Regions from separate parts of the Mus musculus genome. Here regions 2 and 3 are each linked to region 1. Evidence: chromatin contacts called from public HiChIP or PLAC-seq and promoter capture Hi-C data. All regions are on one chromosome and are shown on one strand. The core of a region is the stretch at or near the end of the contact, and the rest is flanking DNA. Distances in the headings are between cores, read along the strand shown.

Region 1 (2,619 bases), core at 90-2,589:
AAGCAACCCTCTGGGCTTTCTCTTTCTTCCTCACACACCTAGGATGGGCAGAAGGGAGTCTGACATAGAGGGCAGGTAGTCCTGGGGCCTCAGTTTCCCCATGTATTAAAATAGGAATAGCGAGGGCTAGGGATATGCTAGAGTGTTTGCATGCCCAGCATACACAAGAATACTTGATTTCAACACCCAGCACTGCATAAGCCAGAATGAGGGACCGTGCCTATAATCCCAGCATTCAGGAGGAAGGATTTAGAATTTCTAGGTTATTTTTAACTAAATATTGAACAAAATCAACTTGGGATATATGAGACCGTGTGTGTATGTGTGTGTGTGAACAATGATAGGTACATAGGTACCTGCTAAGATTACACAGATGAGATACCGCTGCAGACATGCTGGGTATCTGGCCAGACCACCCTTAATGAGTCCTTTTAGGGTTGCAAGGCCCTCCTTCTGCATAGTTCAAGTTCCCTAGCTTGATTTTGGCTAAAGGCCAGGCCTGCAAAGTCTTCATCCTGGTCACAACTCCCTGCAGAGCGTGCCAAGGACCCTCTAGCTCTGACTGGGGCCAAGGCAGGTAGAGGCAGGAAGGAAATATTCCTCAGTGTAGGGAGAGAGAGACAGAGAGAGACAGAGACAGAGAGAGAGACAGAGAGAGACCTCATTCCATACATCAAAGAGGCTTTCCTGAGACCTAAGCAGGGGTGAGTAAGTGCCCATGGGTGATCCAAGGTCAAGGGTCAGGTACCAGAGCCCCAGAGCCCACCACCACTTGGATGCGTTGGGTAGGGGTAGTGGGGCTGCTCTTCTTCCAAAGACTGGGAGCTGCAATTTTCCTAAGCCAGCGGTCAAGGTGACCACCTGCTCTTTTAGGGCTTCATCCTTCGACGTCTATTCGGAGAGGCGTCAGACCTTCCCTACGGAGCTCAAGTGGCACAGGAGAAATGCTGATTCTGGGGTCCAGGAGAAGCAGAAAGGGGAAGCCCGGGGCTACAGACATAACAGGGGCCCTGGAGTAGGGGAGGGGGTGTGGCGCCACCAGCCTAAGCATTTTTCTCCAGCCATGGAGATTGGAAGCCGGCCTTGGGTATCTTCCAGAAGGAACCGACCAGACAAGGAAAGAGGAACTTGCTTCTCCCGCAGGTTCCCTCTACCCTAGGGTTTTCCTCCAGGCGTAGGGCGAGCAGACGGAGGATGCTGGCCCGGAACCGGCTGGATTGAAAGAGGGGGGAGGGGAGTTGTGCCTATCCGACCGTGGTGGGGTGAGTGTATCTTTAAGTCCGCACCCCCTCCTTGTGGGCGGAGGCCGAAGCTGTGACCGCGCCCTCCCAGGCGTGGGAGGGGGGATCCGGACTCGAGGCGGGGTTCTGGGGGTGATCCTGGCCTCGGTGGCCCCGGGCTGGCCGGGTCTGCGCCGCCTGGACACAGCAGGAGCTGCCTCCGCCCCCGGATGGGCTGGGAGGGTGGGCGGAGTCATCTGGAGCCCGCGCGGGTAGTGCCCGAAGCCCGCCTCGGCGCCGGCAGTCCCCGGCCGCATAGCGCGACGCTCTCCCGGAGCTGCGGCTGCCAGGTAAGCACGCGTGGGCCGCGCCGAGGGAGGATCGGGGTCCCTCGGTTTGGGGCGGAGGCGTCCGAGCCACCCAGGCCTGCCCCAGGTCGGCGCCACCATGCTTTCTCAAAGCTGGAGCTGCTCCCGGGTTGTGCGCAGGTCGATCCCGGACTCATCTCCTGTACTCTGGCTTCCCTCGGAGTGAGGGACAACATGGAGTGGCGACACCCGCACTTCTTGGCCTGGGAGCCCTCCGGGCCAGCTGGGCTGGGCTTCCGAAGAAGTTAGGAAAGATAGCCGCGTTGTGACCCCGGCATGGGGTCCCCAGACTTATCTGCAGGACCCTTGAGGCCCAGGGGCAAGGGAGCAAACTGAGGGGCCTGGCAGGCACTGGCTTTGATTCGCCGCTCGGTTTGGTCTCTTTTGAGGTGGGGTTTCCTTGGTGTGAGCGAGGGTGTGCGTGGAGCGTGAGTACATTCATGTGCCTGAGCATGACACCCCCCTCCCCCCAAAAGACATGGACTTAATAGAAAGGTAGTGTTTGGGACACTGACTGTCCCAGTTCCTTGTAGTGGCCAAGCTGCCCTTGTTTTGTAAATCAGACTCCACAAAAGCCTGGCCCGGGGTGAGCTTGAGGCATCTCTGGTCTTCCAGCCAGAGAGTATGGGCCGGTCCTTGTCTGCCCACAGCCAGTGACAGAGCACCTGTGGCTGTGGGCTCCGGGCCATGCACAGACAGTGTGGGAGGTGGGAGGACTTGGAAGGGCTCTGTCCTGTTGTGGCTCTGTCCTGCAAGGGAAGACAAGAGAGAAACACTTGGCCAGTTCTCTGATAGGGAGTTTGATACCAGCCCTGGGCTGGTAGCCCTAGAAGAAAATGCCAGGAGGTTCCTCAAGGGAATTGCAAAACACCGGCGCAGCGAGGGTACTCTCGCTGGGTGTCCTGTGACTTTGCTGATAGATGTGTTTAAATGTCCTGGTGCAGGCAACCCCACCCTCCTCATTAGCATTACTAATCAGGACCGCTTTGCACCTCGCCTTGTGCGGCGGTGGTGCTGGGGCGGGGGCGGGG
Region 2 (2,619 bases), core at 33-2,532, 310 kb before region 1:
CTGAGGTCTCTAACACTGGGGGCCTGGTGAGGGCGGGCAGTCCTGAGTCTTACTTGGGTGTAGCGGAGTGTACCAACACCCTGGCTGCTTCCCGGGGTGCCACATGGCGACAGGTGACCACCAGGCGAGGCGCCACGACCACTCCGGAGCCCCACACGGTACCACACTCCACCAGCACCGCCGCGGCCGCCCACGGGGGTCCGAGATCGCGCAGAGGCAGGCCCCGTGGCGTGCTCACATCGGGTGGCGGCAGCAGCACAGACAGGGAAGCGGAGCCGGGGTGCAGACGGGCGAGCGCCCAGCGGGCAACCTGAAGCAGCGGGGCGGCGGCGCACAGCAGCGTGAGGCCCACCCACTCGCGGGCCTTCCAGCAGAGCGGCGCGGCCACCAGAGCCACCAGCGCACCCGCAGGTCGAGCGGCGAACACTCCGCCGCCTTCCGTGCCCGGCAGGCAGCGCGCGTCGGTGAGCAGCAGCGGCCCGGCCGCGTTGCTGAGCACGCCGCGGCTCAGCGTGTTGAGGAAGATGTCCGGGCAGAAGGCACCGAACGGAGAGCCACAAGCCAACAGCGGTGCGCCCTTGACCACGGCCCCGAGCGGTGCCACGGTCACCACCGGTCCGCGCCTCTCCTCCGCCGCCGCGCCCCGCTGCACCCGCAGCAGGGCGAACCAGCCGAGCGCGCGCAGCTGGTCCTCCTCTTCCTCCTCCGAAACCGCATCGTCGGGCGCCGAGCTTACGAAGTGCCATTGATCGACCGCATCGGCCCCGAAGAGCCGAGCGAAATGCGAGCGGAAGGCCGGGCAGCTGAGCAGCAACAGCAGCTGCGCTGGTCGCGGGGGCTGCAGAGGCCGCGCGCGGGCCCGGCTCGGGGCGCCGGGTTCGAGGCCCAGGCTTGCGCACTGAGGCGTGCACAGCCCCGGGAGTTCCTGATCCGCGCGACCGGCAGGGCTGGCAGCCGTGGGTCCCCACTGCACGTGGAGACGTAGGTCATCGCTGCAACTGTCGCCCGGCAGGAAGGCGGTGCCCGTCTGGGTCAGCGCCGCGCTGCCCGTCCGCAGGAAGGGGGTAAAGATGCCTCCGTGGCACAGCACTAGGCCTGGGTTACGGCTCAGAATCACCCCGCTGCAGCTCCACGAGCCCGCGTCAGGCTGTCCGGCCCGCGAGGCGCTCACCACGCAGCCCGCCTGCTCCGCCACTCTCATAGAGGGTCCCCATTGCCGCCCCATGGCTTCCCCAAGACGTCGCACAACGGCTGTCACCACAGGGCGACTGGCGCAAACTCTGACTCAGGCCTCCTTGCCGAGCCCGATTGGCTAAACCTCAAGCGACCGCTCTTATTGGTTGGGCACAGCGCCGAGTCCTGATTGGCTATTGATGCTACTCCTCGTTTGCTAATCCTCCTTTCCCCGCCCTCTTAATTTAGCCAGCCTAGGAATCCTTGGGTTTGGGGTGGCGGGGTGGAGGGGCGGGGGAAGAGGTGAAAAGAAACCTCCTGAGACACAGACGTGAAGCGTCACAGGGAAACCGACAAGGGCGACACTCCCCAGTCGAATCTCGTACTTGACCGGCATCTAACTGTACCCTACAGCCACTGCACGGATGTAAGCAACCTCCGTCTCTTGACAGTGGAACAATATGGGCCAAGGGAACCCTTGGTTGATTCAGTACGTACATTCATACATACATGTGTTTATTCTGGATTTTCGAGATAGGGTTTCTCTGCTTGGTGCAGGAACTCGAGCTGCAGACTAGGATGGCCTCGAACTCGGGATCTACCAGTTTCTACCTCCCAAGCCACCAAACCCCGATCTACTTAAAAAATTTTGTAAATCCTACAACAATCCACTAGGGGGCATGCGACTCACAAAATTGCTCCTAGGACAGTTACTAAAATTCCTAAATACATAAATTGTTTTGAAAGTGGCACAGGGTGCCACTTTTTGGCCCACACTGGCATCGAACTTCGGCAGTTCTTCTGCCTACATCCTCCCTAGAGTCCAGGGATTACAGTTTTACTTTACCCATGGGTTATTTAACCATGTATTATACAACCTTTCACACGACATGTCTAACCACCACTCCGGATTTATGTTAGGTCAGGGCAAATACTTTGAAAGTACAGACTGAACTAGTTCAGGTTTTGTGGGCTATAAAATCATCACTTCCAAATATTCAGCATATAACCCAGTCTCGTAATTCGAATTTCATAACAGCTCATCTCCTCCACCATTTACAAGTGTAAAAATCAAGACTGGAGAGGAGGGCTCAGCACTTAAGAGCTCTAAGCACTTACAGCTCTAAGCATGGACCTTAGTTTGGTTCCCAGCACCCACATGGTACCTTACAGTTGCTTGTAATTATAATTCCAGGATATTCAATACTCTCGTCTGGCATCTGCTGTCCCCTGAACTCATGACTCAGGCAGGCAAACACGTACACATAAAATATAGTATTAAAAAGTTCCTCACTTTCCAAGGACAGGTGGGCATGAACAGGTATGTTTGGAGAGACTTCATGAATCTCTCTAAAGTATATTAATGGTTTTTGGTTTGGTTTGGCTTGGTTTTTCGAGACAGGGTTTCTCTGTGTAGCCCTGGCAGTCCTGGAAATCACTCTAGAC
Region 3 (2,619 bases), core at 71-2,570, 290 kb after region 1:
AGTGTCTGTTCTGTCCTCTAGAGGAACGTGGGGCCCTGAGTCTAACAAGCTAGGATTGTGAAAGAGAATCACCCAGGGATACAGTGTTCAACTGACAAGGACTCAAATTTGGCTTGGGGAGCAGGAGGAAGGTGAACTGTGTCCTGCAAGCCACCCATCGTTTCCATACCCTGGGGTGGGTATCGAAATGGCCCTTTGGCTTCATGAGTGAAGGGATGAGACCCACTCCTTAGACCAAGAGATGCCAGTGGAAATACTTCAGTAGCAAGGTTATCAAGTGAAAGTCAGCTTCATTAAAAAAAAAAAAAAAAACAAAAAACCAACACTTCCTAGAACAAGAACATCTGTGACAGTTCTCAGGCCAGCAGTGGGGCCTACAGAACCAACACCAGTGTGTGTGTGCTCTCAGAAACAAGGGGCTCCAGCTCAGTGCAGAGATCTGCTCTGTGGTTAATGAAGGGGGTGGGGGACTTCCAGCATTGACCCTTCAGTGGGTGATAAGCGGGACACTTGTAACCAGGCAGCCAGGTATCAACAGGGCTCCACTCTTTAGAATTTTCCAGAACCAACTTTCAGGCTGACAATGCTCTGAACTCAGGTCAGAGGGGTAAGGGCCTTATTTGCTTAGGGAAGCTCTGTCAGCTTGTTAGTGTGGGCTGAGCGATTACTGATTATCCAAGCCTGTGGTGTCTTTGGGCCCAATGACTCTTCCCAGGCCTCAGCTGCCAAAACACCCTCCTATCCCTGATCGAGTACAGAGAACCCGAACCACGCTATTTGGTAAGGGTTGCAGGGAGGTCTAGGGGCTCCTTTCCTAGGGACCTACCTAAGATCCTGACCCACCACCACGCCAAGGTGGGACACAGCACCCTATCTAGGTGTTAGGGCGGGGCTTAAGGCCAGGGACAGCACTGGGTGCAGAGAGAACTGAACACCACCCCCACCCCCACCCCAATCTGGCAAGCCTGTAGGGCCAGGCAGCGCCACGGAGACTTGCCTTGCTGCCACACCCCGCCAGCAGACTAGGCCTGGGAGTTGGGACAGGCTAGGTTTCCAGGCCCACCGCCACCGCCCCCAAGGGAGGCCAGGCGACTCTAGCCCGGCTGGATGGCGCTGCAGGAGGCTCAGCGTGGCCCGCGCCCCCAGCATCGGAGCCCTAGTCGTCTCTCCACACCACCCCCCGCCCCCCACTTCCTGGTCTCCTCTCAGGGTCCACCAGACTTCCTGCGCTTACCATGTCCAGTGCGGGAAGCAGGTGGCGGCAGCGAGGGAGAGAGCAGCGGGCAAGCAGCAGGCCACCGCGGGGGCGGGGCAGAGATCCGGTGGCCGCGGGTAATAATTAACATGGGTCCTCCTTGCTCCACGCCCTTGCAATGCTTTCCATGCCCTGTGCTCTGTGAGCATGGCTGCGTGATGGGCTCCAGGGCAAAAGCTTTGACATCTCAGTACCTCTGCTCCCTCTCTGCCAGAGGACTCTGGGCACCAGACTGCCTGACCTATTGTTACAGTAACAACGACAACAAAAGCCACCCAGATAAATGTCACATACACTGGACTGCACATATATAAAGTGCACAGTTTTAACCATCTTAACAGAACAGAAGACTTTTTTAAAAAAGATTTATTTATTATATATAAGTACACTGTAGCTGTCTTCAGACACACCAAAAGAGGGCATCAGATCCTATTACAGATGGTTGTGAACCACCATGTAGTTACTGGGAATTGAACTCAAGACCACTGGAAGAGCAGCCAGTGCTCTTAACCACTGAGCCATCTCTCCAGCCCAATAGAAGATATTCTAAAGGGACTCAACGTATCCCTCCTTTGGGCTATCAGGCTATTGAAACAATGGAACCCAAGAAATCAGAATTTCTTCCAGGAAAGGCATGGTATGAAAAGGAAAAACTAAGGTCTGGTGCCAGCCAGAGAAGAAACTTGTCTACTGGAAAGATTTCACACCATTCTGGCAATTTGCCAGGCCACCTTGTTTAGTAAGGTATTCCTCTTGCCCGCTGTTTAACCTTGAGCCGTAGATTAGGTCCCAGTGGACAGACTTGGAGGCTCATGGACCCCTTCATTTCTCTTCCCAGTAAAGCTGTATTGAGTAAATCACCTTGCTTGCTGTTTTAATCACTGTTTTAATTTTTAAGATTTATTTGTGTGTGTGTGTGTGTGTGTGTGTGTGTGTGTGTGTGCGCGTGCGCATTTGTGTGGGTGCATGGATTTATGTGTACTGTGTGCTGTATGCATGTAGATGCCATGGAGGCCAAAAGGGAACATTGCATCCCCTGGAATTGCACTTAGGTGTTGTTGTGAGCTGCCTCATATGGGTACTGGAGCCAAATTCAGATTCTCTGCGAGAGCAGTAAGCGCTCTGAGCCCTCTCCACAGCACCTCTGCTGTGACTTGTCTCTTTCGTTGGCATATAGAGAGTAGTGGGTGAGCCCTGCTTGTTAGGACTGCCAGGGTCCAGGCTCTGACCCTAATAACTTCAGTGACATGGAGGGACATGTGCTTCTCTTAGGAATCCATCAGCAGGATTAGGAACACCTCTCCCTGTGCCACCAGATAGCCTCTCTCTTCCAGGGCTCCCCCTAAGCCAATGCTCTTCAATTG

Evidence for each region. Promoter capture Hi-C pulls out the DNA fragments that hold promoters and counts their contacts. HiChIP or PLAC-seq counts read pairs in DNA pulled down with a chosen protein or histone mark.
Region 2: an H3K4me3 HiChIP or PLAC-seq map of embryonic stem cells shows a contact between it and region 1, with 11 read pairs. The contact joins the promoter of Tysnd1 here to the promoter of Pald1 in region 1. A contact is called at or near these places in 4 of 115 datasets of contacts at active chromatin or transcription factors (embryonic stem cells, forebrain, memory CD8 T cells and 1 more).
Region 3: a contact with region 1 is called in a promoter capture Hi-C map of liver, with 2.7 times the contacts expected there. The contact joins the promoter of Pcbd1 here to the promoter of Pald1 in region 1. A contact is called at or near these places in 1 of 39 promoter capture datasets (liver) and 1 of 9 other capture datasets (liver).

What each region holds. Positions count from the first base shown.
Region 1 is chr10:61,382,243-61,384,861 of GRCm38.p6, reverse strand. Pald1 (phosphatase domain containing, paladin 1) reads left to right here and starts at 1,339. Exons shown (of 20, transcript NM_013753.2): 1 at 1,339-1,570.
Region 2 is chr10:61,694,177-61,696,795 of GRCm38.p6, reverse strand. It overlaps Tysnd1 (trypsin domain containing 1), which reads right to left and starts at 1,282. Exons shown (of 4, transcript NM_027912.1): 1 at 54-1,282. The coding sequence starts at 1,225.
Region 3 is chr10:61,088,032-61,090,650 of GRCm38.p6, reverse strand. Pcbd1 (pterin 4 alpha carbinolamine dehydratase/dimerization cofactor of hepatocyte nuclear factor 1 alpha (TCF1) 1) reads right to left here and starts at 1,320. Exons shown (of 4, transcript NM_025273.4): 1 at 1,235-1,320. The coding sequence starts at 1,237.